Regions from separate parts of the Sus scrofa genome. Here regions 1, 2, 3 and 4 are each linked to region 5. The links are chromatin contacts, called in public Hi-C and HiChIP or PLAC-seq maps. All regions are on one chromosome and are shown on one strand. Each heading gives the region's core, a stretch centred on a gene start, on an enhancer-like site or on the middle of the called end of the contact. The rest is flanking DNA. Distances are from core to core; before and after follow the strand shown.

Region 1 (2,700 bases), core at 8-2,507, 220 kb before region 5:
AGCCCCTGTGCCATCTGTAATCCTCTGGGGAAACTCTTCTGCTTCTCCTGCCCAGGCTACCTACGCCCTGCCAGTGGGAGACGAGGCCCCAGTACAGGGAGGTGGTGCTGAAACTGGGAGAGGGAGCATGGCTGTCCCAGCCCCGAGTGGGGTTGCAATGACCAGCTTCATACAGGGCCTGCGAGTCGTGCAGTCTCTCTGCCCCGACCCCAACACTCACGGCAGGTGCACTATCCCGGTGGGACCATGACAGGCCCTTCCAGTCAAGGTGTTAGATTCACCTTGGGGACCCCATCCTGGCCCTGGACTGCTCCAGATTGCAGCTACAGGTGTGGTCACTGCCTCTTCACCCTCTTGGCTCCCTGCCCTCTCTCCTACCCAGCCTCCACTCAGCCCTGTAACCAACCCCTGTTCATTTAGAGTGACCAACTGTCCTGGTTCACCCAAACTTTCCCAGTTTTAAAACTGAAAGCCCAGAGTTCCCATCATGGCTCAGTGGAAACGAATCTGACTAGCATCCACGAGGACTCAGGTTCAATCCCTGGCCTTGCTCAGTGTGTTAAGGATCCGGCATTGCCATGAGAGTGGTGTAGGTCACAGAGGTGGCTCAGATCTGGCGTCGCTGTGGCTCTAGCGTAGGCCGGTGGCGCCAGCTCCAATTGGACCCCTAGACTGGGAACTTCCATATGCCAAGGGTTTGGCCCTAAAAAGACAAAAAAAAAAAAAAAGATAAAGAGTATTCTGGGGAGTTCCCGTCGTGGCGCAGTGGTTAACGAATCCGACTAGGAACCATGAGGCTGCGGGTTCGGTCCCTGCCCTTGCTCAGTGGGTTAAGGATCCGGCGTTGCCGTGAGCTGTGGTGTAGGTTGCAGATGCGGCTCGGATCCCGCGTTGCTGTGGCTCTGGCGTAGGCCGGTGGCTACAGCTCAGATTCGACCCCCTAGCCTGGGAACATCCATATGCCACGGGAGCGGCCCAAGAAATAGCTAAAAAGACAAAAAAAAAAAAAAAAAAAAAAAAAAAAAAAAAAAAAAGTATTCTGGAAGACTGGGTAAATTAGTTCACCAAAGCTAGCAAGACAGGGAGAAGGTACGCCCTGGTGGGGGAGTCCCTAACAATCTCATTAGACACCCATGGAGATGGCACAGTGATGGCACAGTGATTGCCTCTAGCAATTTCTTCAAATAAAGTAAATTAGGGTGGGTAAAAATAAATTAATTAGTCACCAGTACTGTTAGGGCTGATAGTGGTTGGATGGGTGTATGATGGAGAGGCTATAGTCACAGAGGCAAAGAACACAACACAGGACCCCTGAGCCTTATTATGATCCAGTGGCTGGTTCATCACGCCTCCTCCAGGGGCTGATCCCCCAAGCCGTGCCATAGCTCCTTTGGTTCACTGGCAGTTCCTGACTTTTACCAGCAGGTGGCAGTAGAACACTTCTGCCTCTGGGGCTCCATCTGCCGCCTCCTGCTGCTGCAATTTGCACCCAGTGGCCCAACCCGGCCTTGGAAGGGCCATCAGACTTCCCTCCCGGGGGCCAAGCCGCCCACAGTCAGCTTACCTGCTCTGACACCCAGGGAGAAGACAGGACCCCGGACCCTGCATCTCCAGATTTCCAACTCTAGGCAAGGTGGAGCCGCCCGGACCAGGAATTGCGGAGGGGTCCACGTAGGTGAATTCCACTCTCCTTCACAGAGTCTTTCTCCACCACCTCATTTCCATGAGTTCGGGTCCTGTCGCTTGGTCATGGCCATCGCTCTTGTCCCCAGAACACCAGGCCTGGAAAGGAAGGGCCGTGACAGAGACAACCACAGGCTGGGGGAAGACGGGGACCATAAGGAAATGGAAACAGAGGGGTTTCCTAGTGGGGCTGCGGGGTAAGGATCCAGCATTGTTGCTGCAGTGGCTCGGATTGCCGCCATGGCGTGGGTTCAATCCCTGACCTGGGAACAGGTGCAGCCAAAAAGAAAGAAAAGAGAAAGAAATGGAAATCGAGTCTTTGAAACAGAAAAGCTAAAAAAAAAAAAAAAAAAAAAAAATTGGCAGCTGGCATGACCCCCACAGCTCATCCTTCAAGTTAAGTCTGGGTGTCTGTGGGTGAGAGGGCTTCCAGGTCTCAGATGTACCAAGCCTCAGTTGGGGTAAAACCTATCTCCAGTATTTCAGCTACCCCTGAGCCAGACAGCAAATGGAGATTTGCTTTTTAAATCCATGCTGACAACCACTATACTTCCAGGAACTTTCTGTTCCTCCTGCTTGAGGAGACTTCCCCAGCCACAGTCCCGTTGCCTTGCTGGGGCCAAGCCTGTGCACTCGCCCTGCAGTGAAGGAAAGTGTCTCCCGACTGAAGATGAAAAACATAATATGTTTTGTATCCATTTAACTGTCTCATTTCTTTTGTACATGTTAAGCTTCTTAGACCAGCCTTTTTCTTCCCCCTCTAAATACTCGGTAATAAAAGGCCGGTGCTTGGTTTGAAAAAGCAAGCCCCACAAATGCTCTTGAAATAAATCTCCAGAAGATGACAGGGTAATCCTTCTTATCCTGGAGCTGCAGAAAATCAGCCATGATTCTGCTTCACAGAGTCAATTCTGATAAAGGGGTGACTCAAGAACATTCAATCTCATGGGTGTGAAAATAGATAATCCTGTTCTATGTTATACTTCTATCATCTTTGGAAGTGTAACTTGCACAAAG
Region 2 (2,700 bases), core at 198-2,697, 160 kb before region 5:
AAATTAATATAGGTAAAATTCCTAACACAGTGCCCAGTTCACAGTGGTTCTCAGTAAGTTCCTGTTTATTATCTATTTGTGCTGCTATCATCGTATCACCACCAAGATACGATTATGTGTTTGTATTTCACAAATGTGATTCATGGAGGGATCCAAGCCAACCCTTCATAAGAGTTATAAACAGAATCCTCACTCCTTGCATTGCTCAATGTTTGTCCTGTTTTCAATCTTGTAGCTGGATCAGTGAGGTACACGGAGAAGGAAGAGCCTTACCTACGGCAACGTAGTAGGCGGCAAACCCAGTGAAACGCTCCTCATTGGAGAAATCCGACGTAAAAATCACCTGGAGTTTGTTATACGGGACTTGGAACTCTTCCACCACTGCGGACTTGGGGTTCTTGCTGGTCTTCTGTCCACAGAGTTTCCCTTCTTCACGTCCTCCTGACTTTATCTAAGAGAAGAGTCAAAAAGAGGCTGGGAATGGATATTTTGGTAGGAAGGTCAGAGCAAAGGGGGAAAGATGAGACCATTTCCCACAGGAGGACTTTGTGACTCCAGCTCACTGCATACCAGGGGCACTCCTGCTGGCAACCTCTCCTTCCAGCCCCCAACCCCAGCCCCATCCTTTATGTGCTTATTAGAACATACCTGCACTGGAGTTCCCATCGTGGCTCAGTGGTTAATGAATCTGACTGGGAACCATGAGGTTGCAGGTTCAATCCCTGGCCTTGCTCAGTGGGTTAAGGATCCGGCCTTGCCGTGAGCTATGGTGTAGGTCGCAGACGCAGCTCGGATCCTGTGTTGCTGTGGCTCTGGCGTAGGCCAGTGGCTACAGCTCCAATTCGATCCCTAGCCTGGGAACCTCCATATGCTGCAGGAATGGCCCTAGAAATGGCAAAAAGACAAAAAAAAAAAAAAAAAAAAAAAAAAGAACATACCTGCACTGAGTCATATGCACAGTTCTCTGACAGCTCTATGTCCAGGTGGGTGAAGTAAAGGTGGATCCCGTACCCTTCAGGAACTTCTATATCCCAAGATTTCTCTACCTCATTGGGGTAAGCCTGAGGATAGTTGGGGGACAGGATCTCCCCATACATAGTCGGCTCGGCATCAACCCACGCCAAAAGGGAAAGTAGGACAATGCACCTGAAAAAAAAAAAAAAAAGACACATGGAGAGGTGGGTGATGCAGGTGCCAACGGACGAGTGCAGGGAGAAGGGAGGGGAAAGGAGAAGGGCACCAGCCCATAGAGGAGACGCTTGGGTGGGAATGAAGCCAAAAGGCCCCATTAAAGCAAAACCCAGGCTTCAGATCTGAACCATTTTCTTGAGAAGATGAAGGGAACTGAGTCTGTGTACATCCCTGTGGATTCCTGATCACTTACCACATCCCTGGCAATTTGTCCATCCCTGGTGAACAGCTCTTTTGGTCCTGGCTCTTGGCACCTCTGGACTTTGGAGCCAAAGAGGTGCCAGGCTGTGTATTTGTCCAACAAACACAGATACCTGCTGAAGCAGTGAAGGATCAGTGTCCCCTTGGCAAAAATAACACAGAGAGTAAACAGAAGGATATCACTAATCATTGCCCCTGACACCCATCCTCTCACATGCTCCCTGTTTCTAAATTTTGTTTGGTTTGGTTTAGTTTTTTTTGTGGTTTTTTTTTTTTTTTTTTAATGGCCTCACCCAAGGCATATGGAAGGTCCCAGGCCAGAGATGGAATCCAAGCTGCAGCCAAGACCTACACCACACCTGAAGCCACGCTGGATCCTTTAACCTACTGCACCGGGCCAGGATTGAAACCGCATCTCCACATCCACCTGAGCCACTGCAGTCAGATTCTTAACCCACTGCACCACAGCGGGAACTCCTTCCTGGTTCTAAATTGAAACTAAATCTTATCCCTCTCCTGTGGTTTCTCGGGACCTTCTCCCAAGTTTTCTCCAAAATGAGAAGTACTCTCTCTCGAGTTTTCCTCTTCCTCTGTTTTCCTTCCTCACCCCCAACTGTCCCCTCCAGCCCCAACCCTATCAGCCTCTCTCTTGCTCTCAGAGAACCATATCCCCATTTCTACTCAGGTGTTCAGGAGTCTTTCCCCCTCATGACCATCCTCCTAGGACGGGTCTCCCCTCTCCTTAACACTGGGCTCCCCCCTTGGAGTTCCCGTCATGGCTCAGTGGCAATGAACCTGACTGGTATCCATAAAGATGAGAATTCTATCCCTGGCCTTGCTCAGTGGGTTAAGGATCTGGCATTGCTGTGGCTGCAGTGTAGGCCGGTGGCTGCAGCTCTGATTCCAGCTGGACCCCTAGCCTGGAACCTTCCATATGCCATGAGTGCAGCCCTTAAAAAAAGCAAAGCAAAGCAAAAAAAAAAAAAAACACCCCCCCACCCCTTATCACTTCGAACTAGCTCTCTTGACTATGTTTATTAGTGCATGGATTTCTGTGGATGCCCCAAATGACCACTGATGGAGGAATGAGCTTCTTTTCCCAGGGAAAAACCTGGGGAGAAGTGGTCTTGAGACAAGCTTGGGTGGGGAAGAAGAAAAGGTACATCTGAATGACAGGAAACATAAAAAGAGAGGAAAAGTATTCCCTCAATTTCCCAGGTCATTTTTCCAAGTTTTGGTTTTTTTTTAACTTTACTAAAAAGACAAGGCATTTCCCCCACAGTTCCAAAAAGTCCTGCCAAATATGTT
Region 3 (2,824 bases), core at 161-2,660, 140 kb before region 5:
CTGTGGGAAGTGATATTACTACTTTTTTTTTTTTTTTTTTTTTTTAGGGCCGTACTGGTGGCATACGGAGGTTCCCAGACTAGGGGCTGAATCGGATCTGCAGCTGCCGGGCTACACCACAGCCACAGCCATGCTTAATCCTTAATCCACTGAGCGAGGCCAGGGAGCGAACCCACTTCTTCATGAATCCTTGTCGGGCTTGTTAACTGCTGAGCCACCATGGGAACTCCAAGTTATATTATTCTTGACTTTTCTGAATATTTCTTATTTTTTATATTTTCTTCCCACAAAGGGGGAGGGAAGTGAAGTTTAACAGACTTGGGTTTCAGTTGTCCCTGCCACTTTCCTTAATTTCTCCAAGCCTCTGCATCTGTAAGAGGATATCATAATAATAAATATCCTGTTTCATAATCAATTAAGTGAACTACTGTGGATATCAGTGCTGCACAAAGTGTGAAGTGCTATAGCAGTGTAAGCGGTTAATTGTGCACCGATGCTCCACAAATTCCAGCTATTACTGGAAACTCTTGGTGTTCCTTTGTTACATACTCTCATAGGAACTTGTCCCTTTCCTTCAGGGACACTTCCCCTAGTTTGCAATTATAAGTCCAGGATCGCTTTATATTACCATCAATCCACACTCCATGGCATTGGGTCCAGCACTGGTCTTGGCACATTTTGTTATTCTAAGGTGTTTGTTGGTTTGTTTTGCTTTTTAGGGCTGCACTCCTGACATATGGAAGTTCCCAGGCTAGGAGCTGAATCAGAACTACAGCTGCTGGCCTACACCACAGCCACAGCAACGTCATATTCCAGCTGAGTCTGTGACCTACACCATAGCTCATCCCAACACCGGATTCTTAACCCACTTAGCAAGGCCAGGGATCAAACCGGCATCCTCACGGATACTAGTAAAATTCGTTTCCGCTGTGCCACAATGGGAACTCCACATTTTGCTTTTCTTATCTGAAATAGTGGTTACCTGTACAAAGTAAGAATGAGAAGCAAGGTGGGAAAAAAGGGCTTTTATTTTGTCCTCAGTTTCTACCCTCTTTGCTCTTTTACCTTGTACCTGTAATAGTGACAAACTAGTTCAATTTTTAATTAAAATAATGATTAAATCGGCATATCAATTTCATCCCTCGAGGTAACATTTTAATACAGGACGTAGCAGGAAATAGGAGCAGGCAAAGCCTGGGAGGGAAGGCGGCGGCGTATCTAACGGTTTAAGAACGGCCGGCGGCGCCGTTAGGAGGCGCTTGCGAGGCCGCCGCAGAAATTCCCGCCCTCCCGCTACATGCCCCAGTAACCCCGGCGCGCCGGCGACCGAGAGTAACCTCGCGGTCGGGTGACGGCACCCCCCCGCCCCGACTCTCGCCTGCTCCGTCTCAGCCAATAGGGAGGCAGTGCACGAGCCGGCCGGACACCAGCACGCCCCGACTCCTCCCCTGAGCTGCTGGAACTGAGTTGTACAGGCGCTGCTTCAGACTTTTCCAATCGCAGGTCTGGTTCCCTGTACCAAGCCCCGCCCCCGGCCTGCCCCGCGTTCATTCTGGCCAGAGTCACCTTTGCCTTACAACCGCTCAGCCCCGCCCCCTGCCTACCTTGCTGCGTGAGGCCCCGCCCCCTTCCCGGGCCGGCCAATGATCGGCTGAGTCTGAAGCCGCTGGGCGGGCCCACAGCCAATGCGCACGCCGTGGGCGGGCTCCGGGCCGGAATTGGGGGTGAAGCTCCAGCGTTGTGCCCACATTCGGGGCGCGCGGAGCCGAGGGGTCCCTGGGGGGCGCCCGGAGCTAAGATGGCGTCCGCAGCCGAGGGGGACGTGGGAGCGGTGGTGGAGCTGGCAGGAGTGCTGCGGTGGGTTCTCCAGGAGCTGAGCCTTAACAAGTTGGCGACGTCCCTGGGCGCGTCAGAACAGGCGCTGCGGCTCATCCTCTCCATCTTCCTAGGTAAGGACCCCTCGCGGAGTCCCCGGGGAACCGGGGCGTGACCTCCCCCTCTTCCCGGCCCCACCGGGAGGGCTGTGTGGGGTGCGAATGTGAATCCTAGAACACACCAACCAGCTCTGGAGAGGGATACAAGTCTAGTCTCGAGTCTGGGGGCGCTGTGCCCTCTGAACCTCTTCACCTTTCCCTTCGACCCCTACTGTACCCTTCTGGCCCCTCATTTGGCGCCACCACCCTCTCATCCTGCCATGCTCTATCCGGTGTCCCCACGACCTGTCCTTATTTGTCTCTCTTGAGTTCTACTCTCTGTCCATGTGTACTGCTGGTATTAATATCAACCCTCTCACACGCGCGCTTCTTATTGGCAGGTATAGGCCCCCTAACTTAGCTATTTTAGTCCTAAGGGCCCCCTCAGCCCCACGCTCCATACTTGCACATTCTGAATCTCTATTTTGTGCATTGCCAGCTTGTATTACACTTTCCTCTTTTTGTCCAGTTTCTCGTGTTTTCTTCTTATACCATATTGCTTTTTCTTTTCCTTAACCACCCACCTGTCATTTACCCTGGAATATCATTTTAGTACTGGGCTTGGGAAACAGGACTGGCAACCCCTTAAAAACTATCCATGCTACCCCAAGCGGTTGTTATCCACGTGGTTCAAAGGATGTGGTATATCTGAATTTATGTCACAACAGACTGTGTTATACCTGGTTTATAGGCTTTTTTATTGCATTCTTCCTCCATGGTTTTTTTAATACAAGGAAGCAGCATGACAATGAGGGGGGAAAAAAGTGTGTAGACTTAGAAGGCAAACGAATCAGATCCAGCCTTGCTGCTGCTTACAAACTGTGGGACCCCGGGCCAACCACATAACCTGT
Region 4 (2,769 bases), core at 147-2,646, 130 kb after region 5:
GTTCTGTGTTCCTAGCATGCTGCTATGTGTCTTTGGGAAAAAGACACTTTCTACCTACTCTAACTGAAGTGAATTAGCATATGGTGCAAAGGGGGAGAGAACAGAGCATGCCAATTTCACAGTCAGTTATTCCATTTGTACCAGACTTTACTTTCCCATAATTTCATCTGATTCCTACAAGAGTGAGGGATTGTATCAGGAGCATTTTTTTAAAAGAGAAAATTTAGGGCCTAAAATTAAAGAAACCTGATCAAGATCATATGATTATTAAGAGCTATTACACTGATAGAGACAGGCTGGAATCAGGTCTCCTACTCTGAATCGCAGGCTCTTTGTTCAAAAATGAAAAATACTCAGTTTTACAGATCATTCATCCTCAAAGGGAAACTAAGAGGTTTACTTGCCTACTTATTTCTGCAAGCTGTTGGTTAATTATTACCATATTCTTGTTTAACTGTATGGTCATGGGGTTGCGAAATAAGCCCGGGCCGCCTGTTCTCAAATTCAAACTTTAGTCAAGCTGCCCTGTGGGCTACCCAGGTCAGGAACCCACCTCTCTAACATTAGGCATATCCAGCAGTTCCCCAAACACGTAGACACCAGGGGCCTCCAGCACCTGGTGGATGAGTGTGGCCAGCGCTGCCCCCTTGGCCGACTTCGCCAGGAGCAGGAATTGCTCCTGGTTCTGCCCTGTCACCTTCACCTCCGCACTCATGGCTGCACTGAGCTGGGGGGACCTGGGCTCAGGAAGTCTGGAGCTGCAAGGAAAGAGAATGTGAAGGCGAAGTTCCTTGAACAGGGGAGGATGAAAAGCACAAGAGATAAGGGCTGGACTGGAGACACTGAGCCACTTTCGCAACAATAAAGTTCGCTCTATCTCGCAACCCAGAGATCGAGCAGTCTAACATCGGACCTAGGAACCCTAAAATCGGGCACTTTGAAGGAAGCCTGGCTAAAATCCGGCTGCCACGCCCACCTCCCCCAACCCTGGGCCTAACCTCAAGCCCCACCACGTGCACCCCAATGAACCCCAAGGCACAAGTCGTAGTGGGGGAGGTGATGTCACATAGTATCCACCGGGACGACGCTCCCTCAAATCCACAGTACCCCGCAGGTGCCCCGAACCACGTGACCTCACCCTCGCGATCCTTCCACGTGGCTCCGCCCCCTCCCTTAAAGAGGCCGCCCAGGGACCGTGGGCTCCCGCCGACTGCCTCGTCGTACTCTGGGTCAGACTCCGCGGGCCGCTACCTGGAAGCTTCTTCTTCCAGCGCACTGGGCGGGGCCACCGCTCCGTCACCTCCGGCAGCTGTTCCCAGCCTTTCCTGCCACCTCCCTGCACGGTCGCTCTGGCCCCTAAACTCTATGGCTGGCTTCCGGCCTTACTTTCCGCTCTCACGGGGCGGGTTTCAGGCGGGACATGCTCCGTCCCCGCCTCCGACTGATGAAGATCCCAAGAGCGACGCAGGCGTTCTGCTCTCTGATTGGCTCTTGCGGAAAGAATGACGGGCGCCCTTTCCTCGGCTTTGTTTCAATAAAACTTTATTGGACAAGCGCAAGAGGCTGTTTGCAGAGGGAACTCTTGGCGATAGCCTGCTACCGGCTAGTTCTGCGTCAGCTTCAGGCTGGCTGAGGTCTGAAAATTTGTCAGAGTTCCCGAGGCAAGAGAAAAGCTGTAATCGAAAGAGAGGGGGATTTAAAAAAAAGAGAGGGGAGTTCCCGTCGTGGCGCAGTGGTTAACGAATCCGACTAGGAACCATGAGGTTGCGGGTTCGGTCCCTGCCCTTGCTCATTGGCTTAAAGGATCCGGCGTTGCCGTGAGCTGTGGCGTAGATTGCAGACGCGGCTCGGATCCCGCGTTGCTGTGGCTCAGGCATAGGCCAGTGGCTACAGCTCCGATTTGACCCCTAGCCTGGGAACCTCCATATGCCGCGGGAGCGGCCCAAAGAAATAGCAGACAAAATAATAAAAAATAAAAAATAATTAAAAAAAAAAGAGAGGGACATAAGGAAAAAGGTGGTGTGAAACGAGGAGGAGAGAGGGAGACCATAGAAGTTGAGCTGCAGAGATCGTCTCATTTTTATTGCAACCACTCATTTTTTTGGAGGAGAAAGAGACAAGTGTGGAAACGGTAAATAGTAATAGCTAACACGTATTGAAGGCTTACTGTTGTTCAGGCATCTTTTAAAATTAAAATTTGACCCATTGAATTCTCATAACTGTACAGTGTCTCCATGGTGTTTCCAGGACGCCATCTCTCATGTTTGCAAATGTACTGAATGATGCATTCCTGTACATTAACCCTTTTGATTCCTGGAGAAGGAAAAAAAATCCTAGCTGCAGGGAAGGCATACATTGAAGCTCATAAAAATCCAGAGTTTTGGAGTTCCCGTCGTGTCGCAGTGGTTAACGAATCTGACTAGGAACCACGAGGTTGCGGTCCCTGCCCTTGCTCAGTGGGTTAACGATCTGGCGTTGCCGTGAGCTGTGGTGTAGGTTGCAGACGCGGCTCGGATCCCGCGTTGCTGTGGCTCTGGCATAGGCCGGTGGCTACAGCTCCGATTGGACCCCTAGCCTGGGAACCTCCATATGCCGCGGGAGCGGCCCAAAGAAAGCAAAAAAACGAACAAACAAACAAAAAATCCAGAGTTTTATTTGGAGCCCATGTCTATTCGAGCCTGGAGCCATCTTTCCAATTTACCACAATACTTTAGGGGGCAAAAATAAACAACTAACCTTTTCGTAGTGTTTTGTATCTCCTACCAGGCT
Region 5 (2,700 bases), core at 68-2,567:
GAAGTCAATGTAGGCGGTGGGGGGTGCGCAAACCACCTCTGAGTAGAAGACAGTGACAGAAGGGGATGGCATCACAAATCCAGACCCTATCCAGTGCTCTGGAGCCCCCTAGCCTCCACCGCTTTCATAGTTCTGCCTTCGCCCATTTCCACACCAGCATGATGATCTTTGTCTACTCTGCACCCCAGGCTGGGCCTGAACCCAACTCTGAACCTTTTGGGTACCCCTGAGAGGTCATGGCCCTTGCCCTGCCCTCTGCTCTTTTAACAGCTGTGGCTCTGATTTCCCCAGGCTATTCTGGGCCTGGGCACCTCCTAGACTCAGCATTCTCTGGGGCCAACCCCGCCTCCCTTCTAAAATAGCTCATTCCCACCTCTCCTAGCCAGGCAAGGATTTTTAGCAAAAGCAGAAAGGGCCAACTCCTGGGGTCTGTACTGCAGTCTCTGGGGGGAATAAACCAGAAGGGGGTGCCTCTTGATCAGACCCGGGGTTCTGTGATTTAGATGCCTGGGATGGGAAGGACTGAGGACGGCACTCTGTCCGTGGGTGGCAGCGAGTCGACTGGCTCATAGAGGCCTTGCGTTTTCCCGTATCCAGGTTGCAGAAAACAAGAGGATCGCTCCTCATCCCCACATGGCTCTGCCCGTTTGTCACTTGCTCAGCCCCTTCCGCAGAAGGGTCTTGCAGGCCGCCGAGGGGAAAGGATCAGAAGAGTAGCTCAAGAGGCCAAGGGCCACCCGGCAGGGGAACTCGGTAGCCCAGGCAAAGCGCGGGGAGGAGTCTGGGCTACGTGCGGCGGCGCACGGAGCCGGCGCCGAGGGGGCCCAGAAGCCTGCACGCAGCCTCCTCCCCCACACACCGGACTGGCGCCGGCCTCTCCCGATCGCCCGTAGGGGCTGGGCTCCACTTCCATCCCCGGCTCGGGCGGGTGCAGCCCCGGTCCGCACCCCGGAGCCGTCTTCCTCCCACAGTCGGAGGGCACAGGGAGATGCGGCTCCGCCTTTCCCCGTGGACACACCCCTGGTCCTGCGGCCGCAGGGCCAAGGCCGGGACCCCAGTAACTCTGGTCTCCGGCCCTGCAAGCAGGACCACGCAGACAACTGCTGAGAGAGCTCGGGAGAGGGCGCCACCACGCCCGACCTCCCACCCACCGCCAGGGCTCACCGGTGTCGGCCGGCAGCTTGGCTGCGTTGAGGGTGTTGATGAGCTCCCCCAGATTGTTCTTTCGCCCGTTCATCTTCCAGTTTCCCCCCACGAAGAACTTCCTAGCGGGCGCCATGGCGCTGGAGCCAGCACACTGAAGGTCAGGAGCAGCGCGCGGCCGTCTCCACTGGCCGCTTATATAGAGAGCGGAGAGGCAGAACCCCGCCCCCTTCGCGTCCTGGGCCATGACTGGCCCGCCCCGCGGAAGCCCAGCCCCGGCCCCGCCCGCCGCCCGCCGCCCGCCACCGCCCGCTGCCGCTCGCCGCCGCCCGCGTTGCGAGGTTCTGACGTCACCTTCTTTCTTGTAGCAACGTTCCAGCGGCGTCCAGGCTCGGTGGCTACAGCTTCCGTGGTCTGACTTTGGGGAGAACCGTGCGCCCGGTGCTCAGGGAAACCCCCGCTTCACGGCTTCATCACGCCACCCCCACACCGAGGGATAGGGGAGGGGCCTCTCTCCAGCTCTGGGAAAAGGAGCCTCCTTCCCCATCGGAGCCCCCACATCCCTGAGTGCTGAGCGGACACCTCTGACCCACCCGGGGCCGACCCAGCCCCACAGTAACTGGGCAAAAAACAGGGTTCAGCAGCGGAGGGATGGCCCACCTTGGCTAGAAACTGTGCAGCTAAGGGAGGGGGGTTCAGAAGTCCGCCCTGTCCCCATGAATACCCCGCTTTTTGCTCCAGCAGGCCAAGGCCTGACAAAGGACTACAGCCACTGGGGACATTTGGAAAGAACCCACCTGGGCCCCCTCCGGTATCACGGCTGCAAGAAAGGGCTCTTCCACCCCATCTCTGTTCTGTGACACCCCAGCCCACATCCCCTCATCTAACAGCCCCCACCCCGCAGCCTTCCTCTGCTGCCCCAGAGCTCACCTCACTCAGCCCCCAATCACACCAGCACAAAACATAGAAGGCAAAGGGGCAGGGCCAGGAGCTTTGTGAAACTGGCCCCGCTGCTAGCCCTGGGGAAGACAGCTTCCCCCAAAGGTATCAAACAGGACACAACTGAGCCACTGTACTTTTATTCACATCCTGTATTTTGGCATTTTCCAGAAGGACAGGGGAGAGACAGGGTGGGGAAAAGACTGAGGCAGGAGGGCGAGGGGGGTCCCCATTTCCCTCAGATCCCTCCTTGCCCAACCACACGGGGAGCACACACAACGGGGGAGGGGAGGCACAGAAGCCCCCTCCTGTGGAAGAGGCTGCACAAAGCTATACCCACGCCACACAAACAAACGAGCCCGCTCCACGCTGGGCCAGCAGGATCACAGAGAAGCAGAGCCCTGTGGGGTCAAGGGCAGGAAAGCAACAGTCTCCTCACAGACAGGCAGCCGGCCCCTCCCGTTCCCCTTCCTGCTCCATCCCCAAAGTCTCCAGAGTGCCCCCCCCACTTCGCTTGGCCATTCTCTCATAGCCTCTAGCTTCTTCCCTGCTGCTGGGGACACGAAAAGGAAAAGGGTACGGGAGCAGGGGGGCTGACATCCATCCCTCATGCCGGGT

What was found. Hi-C and Micro-C count contacts between places; a contact is called where the count stands out from the background. HiChIP or PLAC-seq counts read pairs in DNA pulled down with a chosen protein or histone mark.
Region 1: a contact with region 5 is called in a Hi-C map of embryonic fibroblasts, with 5 times the contacts expected there. The contact joins the promoter of C1RL here to the promoter of TPI1 in region 5. A contact is called at or near these places in 3 of 5 promoter capture datasets (fetal liver and liver), 21 of 47 Hi-C or Micro-C datasets (alveolar macrophages, blood, embryonic fibroblasts and 13 more) and 2 of 2 datasets of contacts at active chromatin or transcription factors (alveolar macrophages and skeletal muscle).
Region 2: a contact with region 5 is called in a Hi-C map of liver, with 5 times the contacts expected there. The contact joins the promoter of C1S here to the promoter of TPI1 in region 5. A contact is called at or near these places in 1 of 5 promoter capture datasets (fetal liver) and 3 of 47 Hi-C or Micro-C datasets (embryonic fibroblasts, liver and mesenteric adipose tissue).
Region 3: a contact with region 5 is called in an H3K27ac HiChIP or PLAC-seq map of alveolar macrophages. The contact joins the promoter of LPCAT3 here to the promoter of TPI1 in region 5. A contact is called at or near these places in 1 of 5 promoter capture datasets (liver), 7 of 47 Hi-C or Micro-C datasets (adipose tissue, alveolar macrophages, heart right ventricle and 4 more) and 1 of 2 datasets of contacts at active chromatin or transcription factors (alveolar macrophages).
Region 4: a contact with region 5 is called in a Hi-C map of skeletal muscle, with 3 times the contacts expected there. The contact joins the promoter of COPS7A here to the promoter of TPI1 in region 5. A contact is called at or near these places in 2 of 47 Hi-C or Micro-C datasets (liver and skeletal muscle) and 1 of 2 datasets of contacts at active chromatin or transcription factors (alveolar macrophages).

Annotation. Positions count from the first base shown.
Region 1 is chr5:63,622,141-63,624,840 of Sscrofa11.1, forward strand. It overlaps C1RL (complement C1r subcomponent-like protein), which reads left to right and starts at 1,258. Exons shown (of 7, transcript XM_021092409.1): 1 at 1,258-1,671.
Region 2 is chr5:63,678,278-63,680,977 of Sscrofa11.1, forward strand. It overlaps C1S (complement component 1, s subcomponent), which reads right to left and starts at 1,448. Exons shown (of 11, transcript NM_001005349.1): 1 at 1,385-1,448; 2 at 939-1,146; 3 at 274-451. The coding sequence starts at 1,389.
Region 3 is chr5:63,706,264-63,709,087 of Sscrofa11.1, forward strand. LPCAT3 (lysophospholipid acyltransferase 5) reads left to right here and starts at 1,411. Exons shown (of 13, transcript XM_003355593.5): 1 at 1,411-1,949. The coding sequence starts at 1,799.
Region 4 is chr5:63,976,074-63,978,842 of Sscrofa11.1, forward strand. It overlaps COPS7A (COP9 signalosome complex subunit 7a), which reads right to left and starts at 1,397. Exons shown (of 8, transcript XM_003126528.5): 1 at 1,252-1,397; 2 at 554-758. The coding sequence starts at 715.
Region 5 is chr5:63,841,536-63,844,235 of Sscrofa11.1, forward strand. TPI1 (triosephosphate isomerase 1) reads right to left here and starts at 1,318. Exons shown (of 7, transcript NM_001037151.1): 1 at 1,165-1,318; 2 at 1-38. The coding sequence starts at 1,279. It overlaps USP5 (ubiquitin carboxyl-terminal hydrolase 5), which reads right to left. Exons shown (of 20, transcript XM_001925784.6): 20 at 2,207-2,700.